4 separate regions of the Mus musculus genome follow, and all the other regions are linked to region 4. The links are chromatin contacts, called in public HiChIP or PLAC-seq and promoter capture Hi-C maps. All regions are on one chromosome and are shown on one strand. Each heading gives the region's core, a stretch centred on a gene start, on an enhancer-like site or on the middle of the called end of the contact. The rest is flanking DNA. Distances are from core to core; before and after follow the strand shown. Region 1 holds the start of Igfbp4 (insulin-like growth factor binding protein 4). Region 2 holds the start of Smarce1 (SWI/SNF related, matrix associated, actin dependent regulator of chromatin, subfamily e, member 1). Region 3 holds the start of Neurod2 (neurogenic differentiation 2). Region 4 holds the start of Med24 (mediator complex subunit 24).

The links. Promoter capture Hi-C pulls out the DNA fragments that hold promoters and counts their contacts. HiChIP or PLAC-seq counts read pairs in DNA pulled down with a chosen protein or histone mark. Capture Hi-C pulls out chosen DNA fragments and counts their contacts.
Region 1: a contact with region 4 is called in a promoter capture Hi-C map of adipose tissue. The contact joins the promoter of Igfbp4 here to the promoter of Med24 in region 4. A contact is called at or near these places in 1 of 484 Hi-C or Micro-C datasets (embryonic stem cells), 1 of 115 datasets of contacts at active chromatin or transcription factors (pancreatic cancer cells) and 1 of 9 other capture datasets (adipose tissue).
Region 2: a contact with region 4 is called in a promoter capture Hi-C map of erythroid cells, with 7 times the contacts expected there. The contact joins the promoter of Smarce1 here to the promoter of Med24 in region 4. A contact is called at or near these places in 2 of 39 promoter capture datasets (cranial neural crest and erythroid cells), 2 of 115 datasets of contacts at active chromatin or transcription factors (cardiomyocytes and embryonic hindbrain) and 1 of 9 other capture datasets (liver).
Region 3: a FOXA1 HiChIP or PLAC-seq map of pancreatic cancer cells shows a contact between it and region 4. The contact joins the promoter of Neurod2 here to the promoter of Med24 in region 4. A contact is called at or near these places in 3 of 39 promoter capture datasets (cranial neural crest, embryonic stem cells and hippocampal neurons) and 1 of 115 datasets of contacts at active chromatin or transcription factors (pancreatic cancer cells).

The regions. Positions count from the first base shown.
Region 1 is chr11:99,039,907-99,044,738 of GRCm38.p6, reverse strand. It overlaps Igfbp4 (insulin-like growth factor binding protein 4), which reads right to left and starts at 3,495. Exons shown (of 4, transcript NM_010517.4): 1 at 2,894-3,495. The coding sequence starts at 3,242.
Region 2 is chr11:99,227,991-99,232,882 of GRCm38.p6, reverse strand. It overlaps Smarce1 (SWI/SNF related, matrix associated, actin dependent regulator of chromatin, subfamily e, member 1), which reads left to right and starts at 1,866. Exons shown (of 11, transcript NM_020618.4): 1 at 1,866-2,481; 2 at 4,335-4,386; 3 at 4,565-4,608. The coding sequence starts at 4,380. It overlaps Krt222 (keratin 222), which reads left to right. Exons shown (of 6, transcript NM_172946.3): 6 at 1-122.
Region 3 is chr11:98,328,265-98,333,061 of GRCm38.p6, reverse strand. It overlaps Neurod2 (neurogenic differentiation 2), which reads left to right and starts at 3,417. Exons shown (of 2, transcript NM_010895.3): 1 at 3,417-3,628; 2 at 4,721-4,797. The coding sequence starts at 4,726.
Region 4 is chr11:98,726,270-98,731,270 of GRCm38.p6, reverse strand. It overlaps Med24 (mediator complex subunit 24), which reads left to right and starts at 1,852. Exons shown (of 26, transcript NM_011869.3): 1 at 1,852-1,899; 2 at 2,284-2,486; 3 at 2,574-2,656. The coding sequence starts at 2,357. It also overlaps the pseudogene Gm31252.

The DNA of each region.
Region 1 (4,832 bases), core at 2,246-4,745, 310 kb before region 4:
GCCACTTGAGCCACCAATAGTTTAGGCTATGTCAATATTAAAGAAAAACTCTAGGCAGCCATGTTCTTCCACCTCTCTCCCCTAAAGCACAGAATGTCTGGGAAAGCCCAGTTTCCATGACATGACTAGATTCCCAGTACTGAAGGAGGGAACATATTTGCTATGTTGACTAAAAATTAACCCAGCCTGCCTGTTCCTTAACCCTGTCCCGGGGGGACCTAGAGCCTGGTTTAGGAACTCCCTGTCCCAAGCTTGACCTCCCCATCGAACACCCTCTCGGATTTCAAAAGTCCATGATGTGAAACTGTAGACTTCTGATGCATACGCCCATCCCCACCTCTGGTGGCCTTGGTTGTACTGATCGCCAACCTGTCAGAGGGGAGAGCAAGGCAGGCTGGAAAGAGAAGGGATAGCCTACCCCTAGGGAAAAAAACATAATGAGAGCTGTACCAAAGGACAACTCACCTAAAGAGTCAGCTGAAGCTCAGCCCCAAGAGGAAAGAACAGAAACAATAGACTTATGTGCCCTTTACTAGTTATTATTAAAGAAAATAATGCCCTTTATTTCTGGTCCCAAACCTAAAGACCTAAAAGGGACAAAGTTCTACTGACAGTGTAAGGTATGGGCTGAGCCCCGCTCAGTAATTCACCAGCGATCCTGCAAGGCTGGTACAGTTCTATAGGTACTCTTCCCATGATGCAAAGGTTCCAGGCCTCGCTCAACAAGGACGTACTCCTCTGATGACTAGAAAGCATTGGCCATAGCTTGCCAACCAAGTGACTAAGGTCTGCCCTCTTGTGACCAAATTTGCCTTCCTCAGACAGTTGTGTCCACTGTGCTCGTAGAAGACAAGGTCAAGAAGTGGGAGGGGAATTAGCGTCTTGAGATCTGAATTCCAAGACAAGACGTATTGGCACCCTATTCCTAGACACCTCTTGAAGCTGGCTAACCTCACATCCACCGAGCAATCAGAAACTGTGCCAGGCCTTCCAGATCCAGGGGATCTGGTTTTCCTCCACACAGCAGGGATGCTCCTATGCAACCAGAAGAGAAGACTCTTGTTGAGCTCTTCTGGCTTGGGCTCAAGTTGGGGAGAGGGGAAAGACTACTCACCATCTTCACCTGGGGCTAGATGCCCACCAGCTGGAAGGGAGCAAAGACTCAAAGTGGGCATCTTAAAAATGCAACCCTCTCTCCAGGTCTCACTGCCCCCCCCCTCCTCCCCCTCCTCCTCCCCCTCCTCCCCCTCCTCCTCCCCCTCCTCCCCCTCCTCCTCCTCTTCTTCCCCCTCCTCCTCCTCCTCTTCCTCCTCCTCCTCCAGCAAAGCTGGTTGCCAGGCTGGCATTTCTCCCAGAATATTTTCTGCTGACCCATCTCTCCTTGCCCCAGGAGCAGGAAGGGCAGAGAGGCACCCCTGGAGTCCATCTCCTTCCTGTTTTCCCTGCATCCTGCTTTCCTCAGACTAACAAACTGTTGAGGATTGAGGAAGTGGAGTGGCCTGGGACCCAGAGCAGGAAGCTTGGGGCTCAAGTCCCAGCATCCGGACTGCAACAATGGAGGATTCGAATATCAGGCAAGAGAGAAGCTCTGTGGTGGTTCAGAGAGCCTGGCTGTCAGAGGAGGGACAATAACCAGAGTCAGGGAGACAGTGAAAGGCAGAACACGCAGAAGGAGTCACTGTCAGGACATCAAAAGAGCGAGAGCGTCTGAGATGGAAGTGGAAGGACTGCAGAAAACCAAACGAAGTCAGAGCAAGAGAAGGAAACTAGTCAGGCTCAAGGAGACCGAGAAAAAGAGAAGTCGGGGCTGTTTGGTGAAACTGGAAGTTGAGAGATACGGCAGGAAATAGCAGACGGACAAGAGAAAGGTTCCAAGAAGAAACGGAGAAAGGTCCACCGACAAGTGGACAAAGGAGAAGGAATAAATGCAAGATCTGTCTGTCTAGCCCTCCTCTCTTCTCAGTCCCATATACCCAAGGGGTCTGCAACTCGGGACCAGCAACCAGCATTTCCCTCCAACCCCCTCAGATGGCACCTGCCAGAAGGAAGGAGCAAGAAACCTGGATGTGCCAACCTGGCAGAAAGAGCCCTGCCTTCTCTTCCTTTGCTTTCTGAGCCTTTGGGGGAAGTCCAAGTCGCATGTTCTTTACCCCAGAGGTTCTTCTGAATTGTATGTCCCACTTCACCCCAGGGTGATGAGTGAAAGGCCCAGCCCCTGGCTCCTCACACCTCTCACCTGAGACTGGGTGTGTGGATCAGGCTCTGGATCAGGAACAGAAAGGAACCGTCCCAACACACACACACACACACACACACACACACACACACACACTGCCTCCCGCTCGAATACACATACCATCCTTATCACACAAACGTGCACAAGCACACCATCCTTATCACCCCCACAGACACTTGCACACACGTATGCACATGCGCATGTACACACACACCATCCTTATCACCCCCCACAGACACATGCACACACGTATGCACATGTGCATGTACACACACACACACACACACACACACACACACACGCACGCACACCTTATCATCGCAGTCATCTAACTCTAGATGACAAATGTAACTGAATCAGGTCATTTAACTTACCTCAGGAGCCAGGCTTACCACTGAGGCCAAGGCCCCTCTTCCCAAAGAAGTACTTAGGAGGTTTGAGATGAAGAGGTGGGGTAGGTTTCCCTCGACCAGTGGCAACTGGTGCTGGGATTAAATGCCAGCATTCTTGGCTGTTTCTAAGCTCTGCCACGTACCTCCCTTCTCCTCAACTCACAGGGGGCATTGACGGGCCTTCCAGGCCAGCCAGAATGGGAACTAAGTTGCAGGGAGGAGGGTGTTTGGGAAATGTGGCCGAGGGAAGGTAGGTGTACCTTACCAGAGGTCTGCAGGCTTTCCTGGATGGCTTCGATTTCCGACAGCTCCGTGCACACGCCTTGCCCGTGCATCAATGTACGCAGGGGCTTCTCCACCCCCCGGGGAGGGTAGCAGCGCATGCCTGAGCCACAGCGTGGGGTGTACACCCCGCAGGGCATCCCCAAGCCCAGGGCGCAAGTGGCGCAACAACCGCAGCCTGGCTCCCGCACCAACTCCTCGCAACCCACGGGGGGGCGGCAGCGCGCCAGCTTCTCCTCGGAGCAAGGGGGGCAGTGGATGGCTTCGTCGCCCAGGCTCGGCCGAGGCCCTGCGGCCAGCAGCAGGGCGGCCACGAGGCCGAAGGGCAGCATGGCGAGGACGAGGGTGGGGCGCAGGAGGGGAGCGCGGGCTCGCGAGCGGGCTGCAAGGGACCCGGAGGCAGCGCCCAGAGAGCTTAGAGAACCAGACCCGGAGGGCGCAGGGACACGGGGCGACCCCGGCAGGCAGAGACGGAGCCGGGGAAGTTAGCAAGCACGCTGGAGCAGAGCGAGCCTGGCCACCGAGGCGCTGCGCTGCATCCTCGGCCGGCCCAGCAGGCGGCGGGGGGCAGGGGGCTGAGCGGCTGCCCGGGACCGGCTCCCGGGACTTTATACCGGCCCCCTGGCCACACCCCCAGCGCCGTCCCCGAGGTGGGAGAGCAGGGGAGGGCGAGGGGGAACTGGAGCAATGGAGCGGGAGAAGAGGCCGTTAGGGGGGAGGGGGCGCTGGCCTGAGTCGCCGCCACCGCTACAACATCTGAAAGTCCTTTGCCCCGCCGAAGAAAGCGACGCAGTTTGGAAGCGGTGGCCTGCGCGCGGAGAGCCTCTGAGCTGGACCCTGAAGAGGAAGCAGGGCGAGGGGAAACGAAGGGGATGTTGCTTTGCCCCCCTCCCTCGACCTCGAAGGAGTCCTTCCCAGACACCTAGGAGATCCTCCTGCTGCCACAGAAAACCTGACCTCATAGCGGATTCAAGATTCTCTTGTTCAGTTCCCATCCCTGGCCAGAGTCCTCCGGTCACCCCCACCCACCCCCCGGGTATGTCCAGTCAACCTCTAGAGACCGCGCTAAAGTGGGACAAGGCGACTAAGCACTCTGTAAAGGGTCCAGGAGAGTTCTGGCCTCAAGGTGCTAATAGGCAGTCTTCTCACTTGCCCCTGAACCCCTGTCGCTTGACCCCCGCCCCTGGTTCCATTTGGGCCTTGCTGCACTCTGCTTCCAGAACTCCAGAACAAAGTGCCAAGCCTCTTCCTCCTTCCTAGATGTTGTTCCCTCTACCGCCCTGCTTAGATTCTGGAAGGAGACTGCCATTGGCTTTGTACAAGATGTGAGTCGAACAACTCCAGGGGGCTCCACTTCATGTACTCATTGTGTGTTTGCATAGTTACTGCAACAGTTTCCCAGTAGATGGCAGTCAAAGATTTCCAGAAAGAGAAGCGGCCTTTTAATTTTCCCGACGCCACTTTGCCCCTGGGTGATAAAGGGATTATTGATAAATATATCCCTTCCCCTCGCAGCAATTCTGTTGGAAACGGGAATTGATCTAGAGTCGCGTTTGGAGGAGAGACCCACCTCCTACCACCTTCTTTTTCATTTCTCCCTACGCCTCCTCATCCTCCCCAACCAAGGAGTTCGCTTCTTGTGTCTGTCCAGGCACAGTCGGAGGACCGAAGGATTTTGCGGGTGGATGGGGTCCGGAAGGGTTGGGCTAAACATCCAAGGAGCAACCAACCTAAAGATTTCCTAGACCTCTTCCGGTTCTTTGTCCCAGAGTCGGGGTCTTTCAGCCTCGGAGGAATTAGGCCACCTCCCACTTTCTGCACCGCAGACTGTTGGCGCGGTTGGAGGGAGAAAGGCACCAAGACCCGGACCTGGAAGACTGATCAAAAAGTTGCGAACTGACGGCACCTACTGGCAACCTCTA
Region 2 (4,892 bases), core at 617-3,116, 500 kb before region 4:
GTGTAACATGCAGTACTTGAATTTGTAAATGAGTTTTGTTTGCTTTGAGGCATTTTAAAATCAGAATATGAATTTACCAAAGTAAATGATGCCACCATAATAAAAAAAAATTTAAACATGAACTCTAAGGCTTCCTTGTATTTGGGTTCTCCTATTTCAAAGATGTCTGTGCATGGTTAAGCCAAACAAAGCTAAATCACTTGAGGAAGACAGCTCCAGTGATAGGAGATGAAGGGTTTAACTTGGTTTCCAAGATAAATTAAGGATTAAGTTTTAAAATCCAGCTAGGTGCTGACAGTACACACCTGCGATCCCAGCTCGTGGAAGGCAGAGGAAAGATTTTGAGTTCCAGACCAGCCTGAACTACGTAGTAAGATCCTACAAACACACACACACACACACACACACACACACACACACGCATCATAACCATAATTATAAAATCCTATAATTCTGGGGAGATATAATAGTAGACAGCATTATTTGAAAAGTGCTGCAGGCCGGGTGTGGTGGCGTACGCCTTTAATCCCAGCACTCGGGAGGCAGAGGCAGGCAGATTTCTGAGTTCGAGGACAGCCTGGTCTACAGAATGAGTTCCAGGACAGCCAGGGCTACACAAAGAAACCCTGTCTCGGAAAACCAAAAAAAAAAGAAAAAAGGAAAGGAAAGAAAAGTGCTGCAGGACCTGTTCGGGACCCTGGATTCAATCCCTAGCGCCTCACAGAAGTAAAAAGAACAAGAAAGAATGCCATGCCGCTGTCCACTTAGAACTCAATCAATTCCCCTTTTTTAAGCCAATTTTGTGCCAGCCCTTTCCCACCACAGCATGCAGACACCGCTGAGTTTCAGAGAACTAACTGCCCAGCTGGGAATGGCACCTTGCAGCATGCATGCGCGTGCACACATGCTCCGGAGCACTGTGCCTGTACCCCCTTTTCCACCATTCCATAGTCCTTGCTAAGACCGGGAAGTAACAAGGCTGGAATTACTGGGCAGAGGAAGAAGCCACTGGATCCCTGCTGTAATTGTGTGGATCCTACATTCACCTTCTCTATGCTCTTTGTGTTAAAAAAAAAACATTTTCAGATCATTCCCTTATGCTATGCATTCATCTGAAAACAAAACAAAACAAACCTCTCCTTTAGTCTTTCCTTACAATACCGGTTCATTTCGATAATTTCACCAGAGTATGAAAATATTGGGCGATGGAAGAACTGGACAGTATTATCACTTATCACTTCTAAAGATACCTCACTTCCTGTTGTCACAACCAGGATAAGGGCCAACAGGTAGTCCCAGCATTCAGCCAGTTTCTCTAGATGCTAACATTGACCTTAGATAACCACAGATGCTCTGTTCATTTTTCCTCCACCGTGACGTGACCCACACTAGCCAAGTGTTCTCTACTTTGTATAATCCGCCAAAGTATTCGTTAATTAGTTTAAAAAAAAAATAGCCCTGGAATGGTCCAGAAAGGTGGCTCCACGCACACTCACTGAACAATTACATGTCTAGCCCTTAGAAATCATTGGTAATTATGAAATTGTCCGGTCCAGATGCCTAAAACTTTGTTTTCAAGACTTTCCAAGATAGCAGATGGCCCAATCCCATATAGAGGGTATCAGATACAGGACCGGCTTGGGAAAGTTCCAGGAGGGCATCACAAAGAAACACTGAACTGTTTAAAGACAAGCGAGGCTGAGCTGAACTGGCCCTCCTGGGAAGGGATGTGAATTGTCACAGGTATGCCAGCTGGAAGGAGTGAGCTGACATCTGAGGACCCTAGGCGCAGAAACCCGCCGCCATCACTCGACCTCTAGAAACATCTGGGAAAACTACAAAACTCCCGTGTTGCTTTTCGCTTAGGCGGAGGCAGGGGAGCCCCGCTGGGCGCCAGCAAGGACCTAAACGCAGCGACCCGGGTCCTCCCCGCCTACATTCTCCATCTTCTCCATTCATACGTCCATCAGCGGAGGACTGAAGACCAGAGCGAAGGGAAAAGCCAGAGTGCATGGTGTGTGGGAACTGCGTCCCACCCTCTCCCGGGAGAGGCTCCGGCGAGCCTTTCCCCTCCGGCGCCCGCCTCACGCGGCGGCGCCCACCGCCTCAGTGAAGCCCCGGGCGCGCAGTCTGCGCAGTTCCTGCCGCCGGGCCGCGAACCAGGGCCCGCAACGCGGCCCAGCCTTCTCCGCCCTCCTCGCCGTGACGAATCGGCGCCCGACTGGGACGGGATCCAAATTGGAAGACTTCTGAGGAAACCCAGGAGCCTGACGAAATTTTTTTTAAAAATCCTTGGCGCCCTAAGCCTCGCCGCGTGCTCACTGGAAGGGCTGTTCGTCTGCCGGGAGCCGGCCGCGGCCGGCAGACAATTCCCGGGAGCGTGTGGAAAGTGCGAGCGCGGAAGCTCCGGCGCGAGGGGCGGGGCGAGCGCGGGACAAAGGGAAGCGAAGCCGGAGCTGCGGGCGCCTGCTCGGCCCGCGGGTGAGTGTTTCCCAGTGGGCCCAACCCGGTCGGGGAAGGGTGGCGAGCGGTGGTGTTTCTGCTTGGCGGGACCCCGAGCTCCCGCGGGGTGCTGGGGTTCGGCCTCGGCTGCGAGGCGGGAGCTAGAGCCGGTGCGGCCTCGGTGAGGCCTAGCGGCGGCGGGGCAACCCCGTCCGGAACAGCTCCTCGGAGGCGCCGGTAGTCCCTTTCCGCGGGACTCCCGACGCCGGTGAGCACCAATGCACAACCCCCTGCAGGGGAGTTTCCAGAAAAGCTCGCCCTCCGCCCGCCACAAAACTCCAGGGAAAGGATCTCCGGAAACCCTCTGGGCAAGGCCAGCGGGGATCCTCACCCACCACGAAGGTGGTCGTCCCCCCCCCCCTTTGTTTATTTTTATTTTTTATTTGGTTCAGGCAGCGACTTAAGGATTCCCGGGGTGGCCTGGAGTGAAGTCTGAGACGGTGTGGGTTGGGTTTAAACCCATCTCTGACAATTCCGGGTCTCTGGCCTTAGACACTTAATCGCCCCGAGACTGTTTTCTTCCTTTGTAAAATGGGGACAGTCATACGCATCGGGTAGGGTCGTTGTGACTAGTGAGTAAGACTGTGTTATAAGCCTGACCAGTAAGGTAATTAATTCAATAAATACAGAGTTGCGTCCCAGGCACAATGGTTAGATCCACTCACTACTAGAGTTTATATGCTTAGCCCGGGAGAGCAATCATTTGTAAGTATTAGCAGTGAAGTGTAAGGTACCAGGGACCCTGTCACAGTTTCTGTCGGGGCTCCCCACAGCAAGGCCTACTGGGTGTTGATGGAAGGAAAAAAAGAGATGAATTGAAAAAACTTAGCTATTTCCACATCAGAAACTCTTACCTTGATGATTTGAGGCACTTCCTTAAAATGAAAACTAGGAGAAAAAAAAGTGTATTCACCATCCTTCTAAAAATAAGTTTTCATCTCTTATGCATTACCATTTGTGGTCTATGTTGAGTAAGGAACAAGCTCAGATATGTCCATGTTTCGAGCTGGCCATACTAGGACCAAATTTATGAAGACTTGAGCTATGTTTGAATAATACAGTAATAAATTAGACCATCCCTCCTCTCTTGCAAGGCAAAACCTAGCACATTCACATGTTGTTGGAGGGAAAGTGCCGCTGGTCTTTGTAAGCCATGTAGGAATACAGAGACGAGATATAATTTATTCTGTCCCGATGATGTATCAAGAAAGTACCTGAGATAATTTCTGAAATGAGCTGTAAAGGAACAACATGTGTCCTGTAAGTAGCCTCAGAAAATTGTTCCCGGCTCTTATGAAACTATTTACCAACAAAAGAGAATGTAAAGTTTGTTATCATACTGACTTACCTTTCACACTGCCTCCAGGAATAAGACATGACTCTGTTTCAATGAAAGATGTTCCCTAAATAAGGCAGAGCTTCTAATCAGGGGTTGTCAGTATCTGGTAGGCCTTGTTGGGGTCACCCGGATAATACATCACATTCTATTGTCATTATTTTTTTTTATCAGTCTAAGTAATCGTTTGCATGGCATCAGCAAAATGTTTTCCATACAAGACGCTGCTCTCAGTATCATAAGCAAAAACCTAAAAATCCATCTCTAATATAACTCTAAATTTCCCAGTAATTTATTTTCATCATTTAATTCTGATCAATCAAATGAATGTAAGAACTAGTTAAAAATATGCAAAAGGCTTGATTACTAGCAATTAATAGTGAAGTAATTTTGCTCAGAAATACCAAACTACCCTATTCTTTAGGAAAACATTCTCTTATGCTTGCTGAGTTTTGATTCTCTTTTTTTTTCTTTTTTTTCTTTTTTTTTATTTTAGTGTCTCAGATTCATTCTTAAGGAACTGAGAACTTAATCTTCCAAAATGTCAAGTAAGTTTCAATTTTTATATTTATCAATCTGTGTTAATACGAGACTAATGCCCTAGCAAATGGGAATTCCAAAATACTCTCATTTTTTTTTTTCTTCAAAGCAGGACCATTGGTAGTTTTGTTGCATAGTATTATATCTCAGTTGTTTACAAGAAGTTATTTATTTTCTTTCAAACAGAAAGACCATCTTATGCCCCACCTCCCACCCCAGCTCCTGCAACAGTAAGTTTTAATTTTCTTGTTAATGTAATAGCCAAGTCTGGCCTTGATACAAAAACCCAGATGTCTTCCACTGACAGTCACTCAGTCATCACAGCCACAGGATAGACAATTCAGCTAAAAAACAGCACTTCCTACCAAATAAAATAACTCCTTTCATCCTACCTGAGCCAAACCCAACACTTAAAAATACATACTGTGAGCTTCCAGCCTCCTGTGCTCTTTGTTTCCTAACGGGACATCAGTGAAACACTCCGTTCTTGCCGTTTTTCCCTGGTGAAGGGTCT
Region 3 (4,797 bases), core at 2,168-4,667, 400 kb after region 4:
CAGCCCCCTACCTCAAGCCTTTCCCTATAGGAGCTTAAGGAGGCCGCTTAAATCTAGAGAGCAGACATGAGAGACAAGGGATAGAGGGATAGGTGGCCCTACAGCACGCGTTCTCTCTCTCTGACAAGGTTCTGCCTCACACCCAGAGGACCCCATCAGACCCCAGTGGGCTTAACCTAATTTTTGGTATGGGGAGGAGGCAGAGGCTATCTTTCTCTGTCAAGGAAGCATTCATCCACTTATTCATTCATACATTCACCCACTAATTTAACAACATTTTTGGATTCTTTGTAGACAAAACATTCTAATTGGAGATGAGCTATATGCAAGAGATTAATATTATAAAGCAAGTTACAAAGTGTCCTTTTTTGGTTTTGTTTTTTTTCCAGAGAGGGTTTCTCTGTGTAGCCATGACTATCCTGGAACTCATTCTGTAGACCAGGCTAGCCTCAAATTCACAGAGATCTTCCTGCCTCTGCCTTTCTGAGTGCTGGGACGCACAGCCCAGGGGCTAAAGGAGAGAAAGTGTCGGCCACCACTGTCCTGCACGGTGTCTTAATAATAATAAAACATGTTGGACTGGAGAGATGGCTGTTCTTCCAGAAGTCCTGAGTTCAATTCCCAGCAACCAGATAGTGACTCCCAACCATCTATCCTGGGTTCTGATGCCCCCTTCTGGCATGTAGGTGCACATGCAAATAGAGCACTCATACATTAAACAAACAAATCTTTAAAATAAATAAATAAAAGCTGGTATGTATTGGGAGAGTGTTTTATTATTGGCCCTATGCTAAACTCATTAACCTATCATGCTACTTAGTGTCAACCAGCAAGCAGCCCTATAAAGCAAGCAGACTACCACTTATAGATAGGGAAACCAAGGCTGAGAAGACTATCTCAAAGTTCCTTTGTTTGTGCTGGGATTCAAACCCAGGGCTTTGGGCTCTTGAGGCAAGCACCCTACCTTGGAGCTAAATCCCCAGTCTAGAATTCAGCATTGTCTTTTACAATGTGGTAGTGCATGTCTTTAATCCCAGCACTCTGAAGGCAAAAGTGAGTTCAGGTGCCACTCTGGTCTACATAGTGATTTCCAAGATAGCCAAGAATACTTAGTGAGACCCCATTTCAAAAACAAAACAAGATGAAAACCAGGTGAACAGAGTAGACCAAGAATCAGAACTCATATTATGCACGTGAGTGTGTGCATGCATGTGTGTGTGTGTGTGTGTGTGTGTGTGTGTGCGCGCGCGCTGTGAGTGTGTGTGTGTGTGTGTGTGTGTGTGTGTGTGTGTGTGTGTTCAAAACACCTCACAGCCCAGGGGCTAGAGGAGACAGAGTCATGAACGCCCTTGAAATTATACCCCAAACTGGAAGTGTCCTGGCAAGCCAGCCCCCAACCCAGTAGTGCCCCTGGTTTTGCTTTTGCCTCTGCCAAGATTCCATCCACAGTGTCAGGCTATGTGACTTAGATGGGCTCTGACTTCCTAGTTGCAGAGCCTATAAAGGTCTTCTTGTCCTTGGTGACCACCAAGGCAACTGGGTTGGTGAAGGGGTCCTGGGTTCTAGTCTCAGCTTGCTCCCCTCCTCCTCCCCCTGGGTACCTAGCTATATCCATTTCCCTGCACTGCCTCTGTGGAAGGAAGAGGAAGTGCCTGGCCTTTGGACCTTCTTTCAGCCCCTGACCTCCAAGTGTCCAAGCTTCATACCGACTTTCTCAAGGCCTTTCAAGCCAGCATGTGTCTCTGTGGAGCACCTTGTTCATTCTGAACGTCGAATTCTTGTCTTATCAGCCCAAGACTCCCTTGAGAAGGGTTCTCCAGGTAAGACCAGAGGGCATCCACTTGGACTAAGGGATGTGGTGCGGTCTTCCTTTTGTCTGTGTGGTTCTGTGCTTGCTATGTGGCTGGCTGGCATCTGAATATGTGAGCCAAGGTTGTTGGGTGTGCACAGGTAGGTCAAGGGAGAGACAAGAAATTTGGGCCTGAAGACAGCACCTGCCTGAGTCCAGTGTGGTCAAGGGTCTCTACCCCTGACTGCAAGTACTTGTCTCTCACACAGGTTAACTCTGAACAGGGGTGTGTTTCCATTTTCTCCACCACAGAGTGAGGAACTGGTGGGAAGGTGGGTGTGTCGGAAGCTCCTCCCTTTAACCTGTACCATTTGCATCTGTGTCTGGCAGGATAGGAACCTTGCAAGGGGAACTGTAAAATAAAGCATCCATTTCCTACCTCCCTCAGCAAGACACCTGTCTGGTCTTCTCCTCTCTGGCCTCTCCTGTGACTGATGGGGTCAGCCTCTGTGGCTTTTGTATTTTCTGCAGAGAGGAAGAGTGCTGGGTCCTGTCTAAAAACTCTAAGCGGCCTGCAACCAGTCATACCCTTTCCTTCAGCTAACCAAATCAGAAGGCCAAAAGAGAGGCATTGGTGGATGGCCTACCTGGCAAGGATCAGGGGTGGTAAGGCCTCAGTGACTCAAGAAGGAGGAGGAAGAGGAGGAAGAGGGCTTCTGGGTTAGGAATCCAGATCTGTGCCCACCTTAACCCAGATAGGGACACATAGCTCATCTCCAAATCCCTCCCCACCCCACCCCACCATACATTTGCCCTTGACACCCAAGGAAAGATCTCCTGTGTGATGACTACACAGATAGACACACATGTCCCCACAGACACACACACACACACACACACACACACACACATGAGCACTCGCGTGCGCACGCACAACACGCCCATGCAGAGGCACAGACACCCAGGGAGGCAAATCTTTCCCTTTCTCTGTCTTTCCCTTGGTTTGAATTTTGTTCAGCCACATATGTTGTGTGTGCGTGAGGGTGGGTGGGGGAGGGGCAGACAGGGATGAGGAATGGCATGGTGCCAGCATCTACCTATGGGGCTTGGGCCAGGGATGCCCCCCACACCCACCCTGGAAGGAGCCTCAGCTGTCCCTTTGTGGTGGAGGGGATTCTCTTGGGGAGCGGCAGTAAGCACCGAGGTCCCTTCTCCACACCCCAGGGTCTGGTCCTGACCCACCTTAGGGACCTGGAGACAGGGAAATGGACAGATCAAGACCCTGGAGAGAGCCCTGAATTGGCCTGGCAACCACAAACCGCCAATTCCCAGACTTGCCACCCCATTGTTCCCATGTGGGGGGTTCTATATCTGAGGGGGGCAAATCCTCCCACCTCCCTCTCAATCTCTGCTTTTCCTGCGTTGGGCGGGGAGGGGAGGGCGGCAGAGATATTTATTTATTTCCTTTATTTATTTAATTTTTTTTTTTTTTTTTGGAGTAGAGAGTGACAGATGGCGGCGGGTCCCGGGGGAGCCGGCTCTCCCCCAATGCAGACGCATGCCAATCACCGTCTCTCATGTGATAGCTGCTGCCCGTGACGTGCCAAGCCCATATGGCCTGGCATAGAGGCTGGTACCCCGCCTGGTAGAGATGCCACACTCGCTCCGCGGCTCGCATGGCGCTCTGAAGACGCCGGCGCCCGCCGCCTTGAGGAACCGCTGCCCCCGCTCCCTGAAGATGGGGGAACAATGAAATAAGCGAGAAGATTCCTCTTCTCCCCCCTCTCTCTCTTGCCCCCTCCCCCCTCCCCTCCCCTCTCCCCTTGACTCCTCTCTGAGGTAAGTTGTCCGAGAGGGAGCTAGATCTGACCTGCTATTAGTGGTGGGGGGGCGCTGCTTCGGACATGGAAGTCCCCCCCAGTTCTCCTATTCCTGGGACCCTACCCCCTTACGGGATGGGCAGCGGGGGCGCCCCGTGTTCTCTCTCCCATTGGGGCCGCAGCTTAAGGGGCTGCGGAAGGAGATGGTATGCCTAGGATGGGCTGAGGGGGAAGGGTCATGAGGCACTCGAAGAAGCGAAGATGGGACCCCCCCCATGACTGTCCCGAAGGAACCTGTGACCTTTTCCCACCACCAAAAAAGATAAGCAAACAAATAAATTTGGATTTTTCCCCAAGGATCTCAAAATACAACGAGATCTGTAGAGACGTGTGGGAGGGAGGGAGTTTGAAGAGGGGAAGAGGGTCCCTGACCGCAAGGGAGACGAACAGGGTTCGCTTTTGGGTCTCCTCCCCACGCCCGGCTTCTTCAGTCCCCGCACCCGGAGCCCGCTCCGGGAGACCCGTAAGCAGCAGCTAGAGAGGAGACGGTGCTCCGGTGTCTAGAATTGGGGCTGCGGGGGTGGGGGCCCGGCCGGGGGCGGCGCGCGGCCAACTTGCAAATTGGATTAGGGAGCTTGGGGGTGAGAGGCACCGGAGGGCTTGGGGAGCCAGGCCGAGGGGCCGGACCGTGGAGAGGAGGAACCGGGGCAGCGTCCCCACGGCGGCCGCCCAGCTTCTCTCCGTCACCGGGAGAGAGCTGGCTTTCGGGCGAGAGCACCGCCTCCCCGGGAAGATGGACCTGGTCCCTTAACCCCCCACCTGGTCAAGCTCTCTGGGACCCCGACACCGGCCGAGAGCAGCTTCCTTCCGGGCCAGGGGCGGAGCAGGAGCCCGGATCTCGGGCAAGGGCCTGGGCCGCGGTCCCCCACTGGCAGCCGGGCAGGGCTGGGCCGGCTCTGGGCGGGGCAGCAGGACGTAGTGGGCATCGGGGGCCCCTGAGCTGGGGCGCTCACGGAGACTTGGGGGGTGGAGGCGGGTTGGGGGGTCGTGGTGACCCCGGCGCGCCCCTCACTCTGTGCTGTCTGTCTCCCCGCCCCCGGGGCGCCCTCAGGCACCATGCTGACCCGCCTGTTCAGCGAGCCCGGCCTCCTCTCGGACGTGCCCAAGTTCGCCAGCTGGGGCGACGGC
Region 4 (5,001 bases), core at 603-3,102:
GGCCTAAATATCTCCACCCCCTCCCATATGGGTGGACCAACACTCACTAATTCAATAAGGAGCACTCACAGAATTGACAGCCTGTTTCCAAGAGGGGCCGTTTGAGCTCTGAGGGGTAGGGAAAGAGCAGCTGTATCCAGAAACAATTTATGATGGTGATGGTGGTGGTAGGGTATTGGGCTGTGTAACAGGAAAGGAGTAGGGGGCTCACCACGGGCAAATGTGGCAGTATGGAGTGCAGGTCTGTTTGGAGGGGGAGTCTGAAGGTTATGAATCAGGAGTCTGAGAACTCCTTCCTTCCTGCTTTGGAAGATTTGGCTCCACATTCTTGGCAGCTATTTTGTATAAATACCATTCTCGAATAGTATCCCCTGGGAAGGCACAAAAGAGCAGAATAAAAATGGGTGTGTGTGTGTAGAGAGAGATGGAGGAAGACCATAGGCAGTACCCATCTTAGAAGGATGTGATTTGGCCGTACTCCAGCTATACTCTCCCTGTTCATAGCGTGCTCCAGGTACCCAGGATCCTATTAGTCTCCTACATGTCTACAAGGCCAGTTTTAGAGCCCATGTGGACTGTTTTCTCAATATTTATCCTGATTCTCAGTCAAAAGGTAGCTCAGGGAGGGGGCTGTAGTTCAGTGTAGAGTGCTTTCATAGCTGTACAAAGAGGAATGTGGGACAGAAGAGGAATGGGTTGGGGAATATAGACAGAATTTGAAGAAACAGGCTGACCTATCTCCTTGGGATATGAGATTGGGAGCCAAGAAAAAGAGGGGTGATAAAGCTCTGCCTCCAAATGTGCAGAATGGTCTTAGCCACAATACCACATTTGATCCCGAGGCCTTCTTTTTTTTTTTTTTTTTTAGATTTATTTATTATTATATGTAAGGACACTGTAGCTGTCTTCAGACACTCCAGAAGAGGGAGTCAGATCTCATTACGGATGGTTGTGAGCCACCATGTGGTTGCTGGGATTTGAACTTCGGACCTTCGGAAGAGCAGTCGGGTGCTCTTACCCACTGAGCCATCTCACCAGCCCCCGAGGCCTTCTTAAACAGTTTTTGAGACACCCAATAATCTTAACCCATATTTCCTCTGTTTTGTTTGTTTGTTTGTTTTGTTTCTTTGTTTTTGTTTTTGTGTTTTGTGTTTTTTAGACAGAGTTTCTCTGTGTAGTCCTCCTGGCTGTCCTGGAACTCACTCTGTAGACCAGGCTTAAACTCAGAGACCCAGCTGCCTCTGCCTTCTGAGTGCTGGCACTAAGGGCGTGGTGCCATGCTCAGCTTCTGTTTTCTCCTTATTTCCTTTTGTATCCAAACAGTATTCAGGATCAGTGAATTCTGGGAGAATTGTCAGATTTGGGGTTAAAATGATGGTATGTGTGCTGCTACCCACACTTCAGTGTCTCTTTTGGAATAGAAATATGAAAATGAGAGCTCTAGTGCCTACAGGGGCTTTCGAGAACAAAGGCCAAAACCCAAATAGAAGCCAGGTTAGAAGCCAAAACAGAAGCCAGGCTAGAATTCACTGTTATGCCTCGTTTCTGGGAAATAGCCACAGTATCAGAATGATTGAAGGTAGGGATAGATGGCAACATCACTGGGAGACAGAGAGTTGGTTTCTCCATAGACCCTGAGACTCTGGGTACCAGCGTACCTCAGCTCTTCGGATTATCTCAGATAAAAACCACCAGAACCAATTAGATTAATCCTTCTGCCTGTTTGGCAGCTTAGACAAGTCTTAGACAAAGAACTACAATTCCCAGAAGGTATTGTGGCAGGACTCGCCTCTTGCTACGTTTCTATTGGTTGGTGTGTGTTGCCGCCGGCCAATGGTAAATGATTTCCTTAGTAGGTGTCAAGATGGCGCTGCCTACGATGTACAACCGGTTTGTATGGTAGGCTTAAATTTGGGGAGATGGTAGATGTAGGAAAAGAAGGAATTACAACTTCAGGGCCGAGGAAGGTAGAGGCAATGGGGAGAGGGTAGATCTGGGTTTGGGGTGGAAGTGGTGAGGAACGCAGCTAGAGCGAAGGGCATAATTAGACAACCGGAGCGGGCTTAACCCTTTCCTGCTCGCTTCAGGGCTTTGTTGACACTTTCTGTCCCAATTCGAGAAACGGTTGTTCAGAAACCGAGAAGGTGACAGAGCCGCTAACTTGACGCCTTCTACTCTGCCTAGTTTTTTTCCTCTCTGTTTATTTTTCTGTTTGTTTGTTTGTTTTGCTTAAACCTTCTCGAATTTCCGTTCTATTTATGTCTCCCTTGTTCTTTCCCTCAGAACTCCAGTTCTCATCTGGCTCCGTTTTTAAACTCCCACCTTGTCACTCATCTCGCCTCCTTGGAGTGACATCATGAAGGTGGTGAACCTGAAGCAGGCCATTTTGCAAGCCTGGAAAGAGCGATGGAGTGACTACCAATGGGCAATCAACATGAAAAAATTCTTCCCCAAAGGAGCCACCTGGGACATTCTCAACCTAGCAGGTCTCAAGTAAAATGGGCAAAGAAGGATGGGAGGGGTGTCCTCAGAAAAGCTGTAAACACTCAGCCTTACTTTAATTTTCCTTGCAGAAGCGCTCCTGGAGCAGGCTATGATTGGGCCTTCCCCCAATCCTCTGATCCTGTCGTACCTGAAGTACGCCATTAGTTCCCAGGTAAAGATTCCCGACTCTTGGCTTTTGGAGGTGAAACACCTGGAGAACTGACAGTTGTCCATTTAGGCTTAATTTATTGCAAAAATAACACTCCATTTGTTGTAATGAATGAATATTACATTTATTTACTCTCTCCATATACATTTACAAGTAAAACTTAAAAAAAAAACTACATGTACTTATGGGCGGGGAGGGCATGCACATCGCAGAATGCTTGTGGAGGTAAGATACTTTTGTAGCCAGGCGTGGTGGCACACGCCTTTAATCCCAGCACTGGGGAGGCAGGTGCAGGCGGATTTCTGAGTTCGAGGCCAACCTGGTCTACAACGTGAGTTCCAGGACAGCCAGGACTATACAGAGAAATCCTGTCTGGAAAAACCAAAAAAAAAACAAAAACGATACTTTTGTAGAGTTTGTAGAGTTCTTCCCACCTTTCTGGGGATTTGAACTCATATTAGCACGCCAAACACCTTCACCTGCTGAGCCTCTTTGCCAGATCCTTGTTTCTGTTTTTGAGACAGTGTTTTATGTAGCCCAGAATGGACTTGAATTCCTGATTTTTCTGCTACCGCCTCCCACAATTGATTTGGGGGTGGGTGGGTGTTGATAATCAAACCTAGGACCTGCAGATGCTAGGCAAGTGTTCTACCTTTGAGCTATTATAATCCCTCTCTGGGTGTTTGCAAATGTTAATGTTTGTCACACAATGGTAAGTCCTGGGGATTTGATCCCAGTACACAAGGGAAGTTGAAGGCAATGCAGACTATCGCTAATCGTTGAGCGATGGGGTTTATGGTATGATTAGGGCAGAGTATAGAAATGAAGAGAGGATATGGAAGTGATGCCTAGTCCTGCCTGAGCAATCACAGAAGGCTTTCTAAAGGAAGTGATGTTTAAACCAAGGTCTCTATGGTGAGTAGAAGTTAGCCACACAGATGAATGAGAATGAAGAGCAGAGAGAGGAAATTATAATTCTACACAGGCTGGGCTGGACAAATTATAAGTTATCCACTACTGAAAGTGAGGGCTGCAGATACAGTTCATTGGTAAAGTGTTTGCTTAGCAGGGACAAGGCCCTGGATTTGATCCCCGGCACCACAAAAAACCTGAAGGATATTTGGCATTGGTGCAACAGAGCTGAACACTACCCAGCACTTCTGTTTATTATATCACATATGTGATATCATAGGCATCGAGACAGAAATTTAAGGTACACTTACCCAGAGATAGGGATGGAGCTCTGTTAGTAGTGTGCTTGCCTAGCATGGACAAGGTACTGTTTTTGTTTGTTTGTTTGTTTGTTTGTTTGTTTATGATGTTGCAATGCTATAGAGAAACCCTGTCTCCAAGCTGTCTCTGTGTAGCTCTGGATGTCCTGAAACTCACTATGTAGATCAGGTTGGCCTCAAACTGACAGATCCATCTGCCTCTGCTTCTAAGAGCTGGGATTAAAGGTGTGCGCCACCACCCCTGGGTTTATTCTTTGTTACTCTACTAAACTGTAACAGGTAACATGAGCTGCATCACAGATGACTTTATGCTGTTACATTCAAATCCCTTGGTCTCTCTTGGGCTACTCCCCCCCCCCCCCACACACACACAGGGCAACTTTATTGAGTGGTAGCATGGTCACACCCAGCAAACGTGTTCGCTCTCATTCACTCTCTCTCTCTCACACACACAGACCTTGTCACAGTCCAGTTCTCAGCCACAGGGTGGGGAACCTCCTGGATTACTCGGCTCCAGAAGTAACAGGTGCCCGAGGGAGGCTCAGGGGGAGGAAGTGGGGAGGGGGTGCAGAGAGCAGGGGTGGGATGGGTTGGGAACACCCACCAGACAGCTACACGAAGAGTGAGATTCCCCGCCCTGGTGGCTTCAGCTTGGCTGCACCCCCTTCGAAGGAGCCTTCCAAGGTGTGGCTGAACATTCAGGGTTTGGGAAGGGCAGAGTCCCACTCCGTTTTAGTCCTCTCTGCAGGCTGGGGACTGGAGGGCAAGGTTGTCGGCTGCTTCAGCTCTGGGGCTTCTTCGGAGCCTCACCACCCTCTTCCCCAGCACTGTTGGCTGTCCACAGCGTCAGGTTGTCTCTCAGGAGCTGCATGATCAGGGTGCTGTCCTTGTAGGAGTCCTCACTGAGGGTGTGTAGGTCAGCCAAGGCTTTGTCAAAGGTGGTCTTGGCCAGCGAGATGGCCTCCTCGGGGCTGTTGGCTATCTCGTAGTGGAAGACTGAAAAGTTCAGGCCCAGGCCCAGGCGGATGGGGTTGGAGGCTGATGTCCATGGCCTCCTGGTAGGTTGACCGCGCAGAATCGATGATGCGCTTCTTGTCATCGCCAGTGGCCACCTCG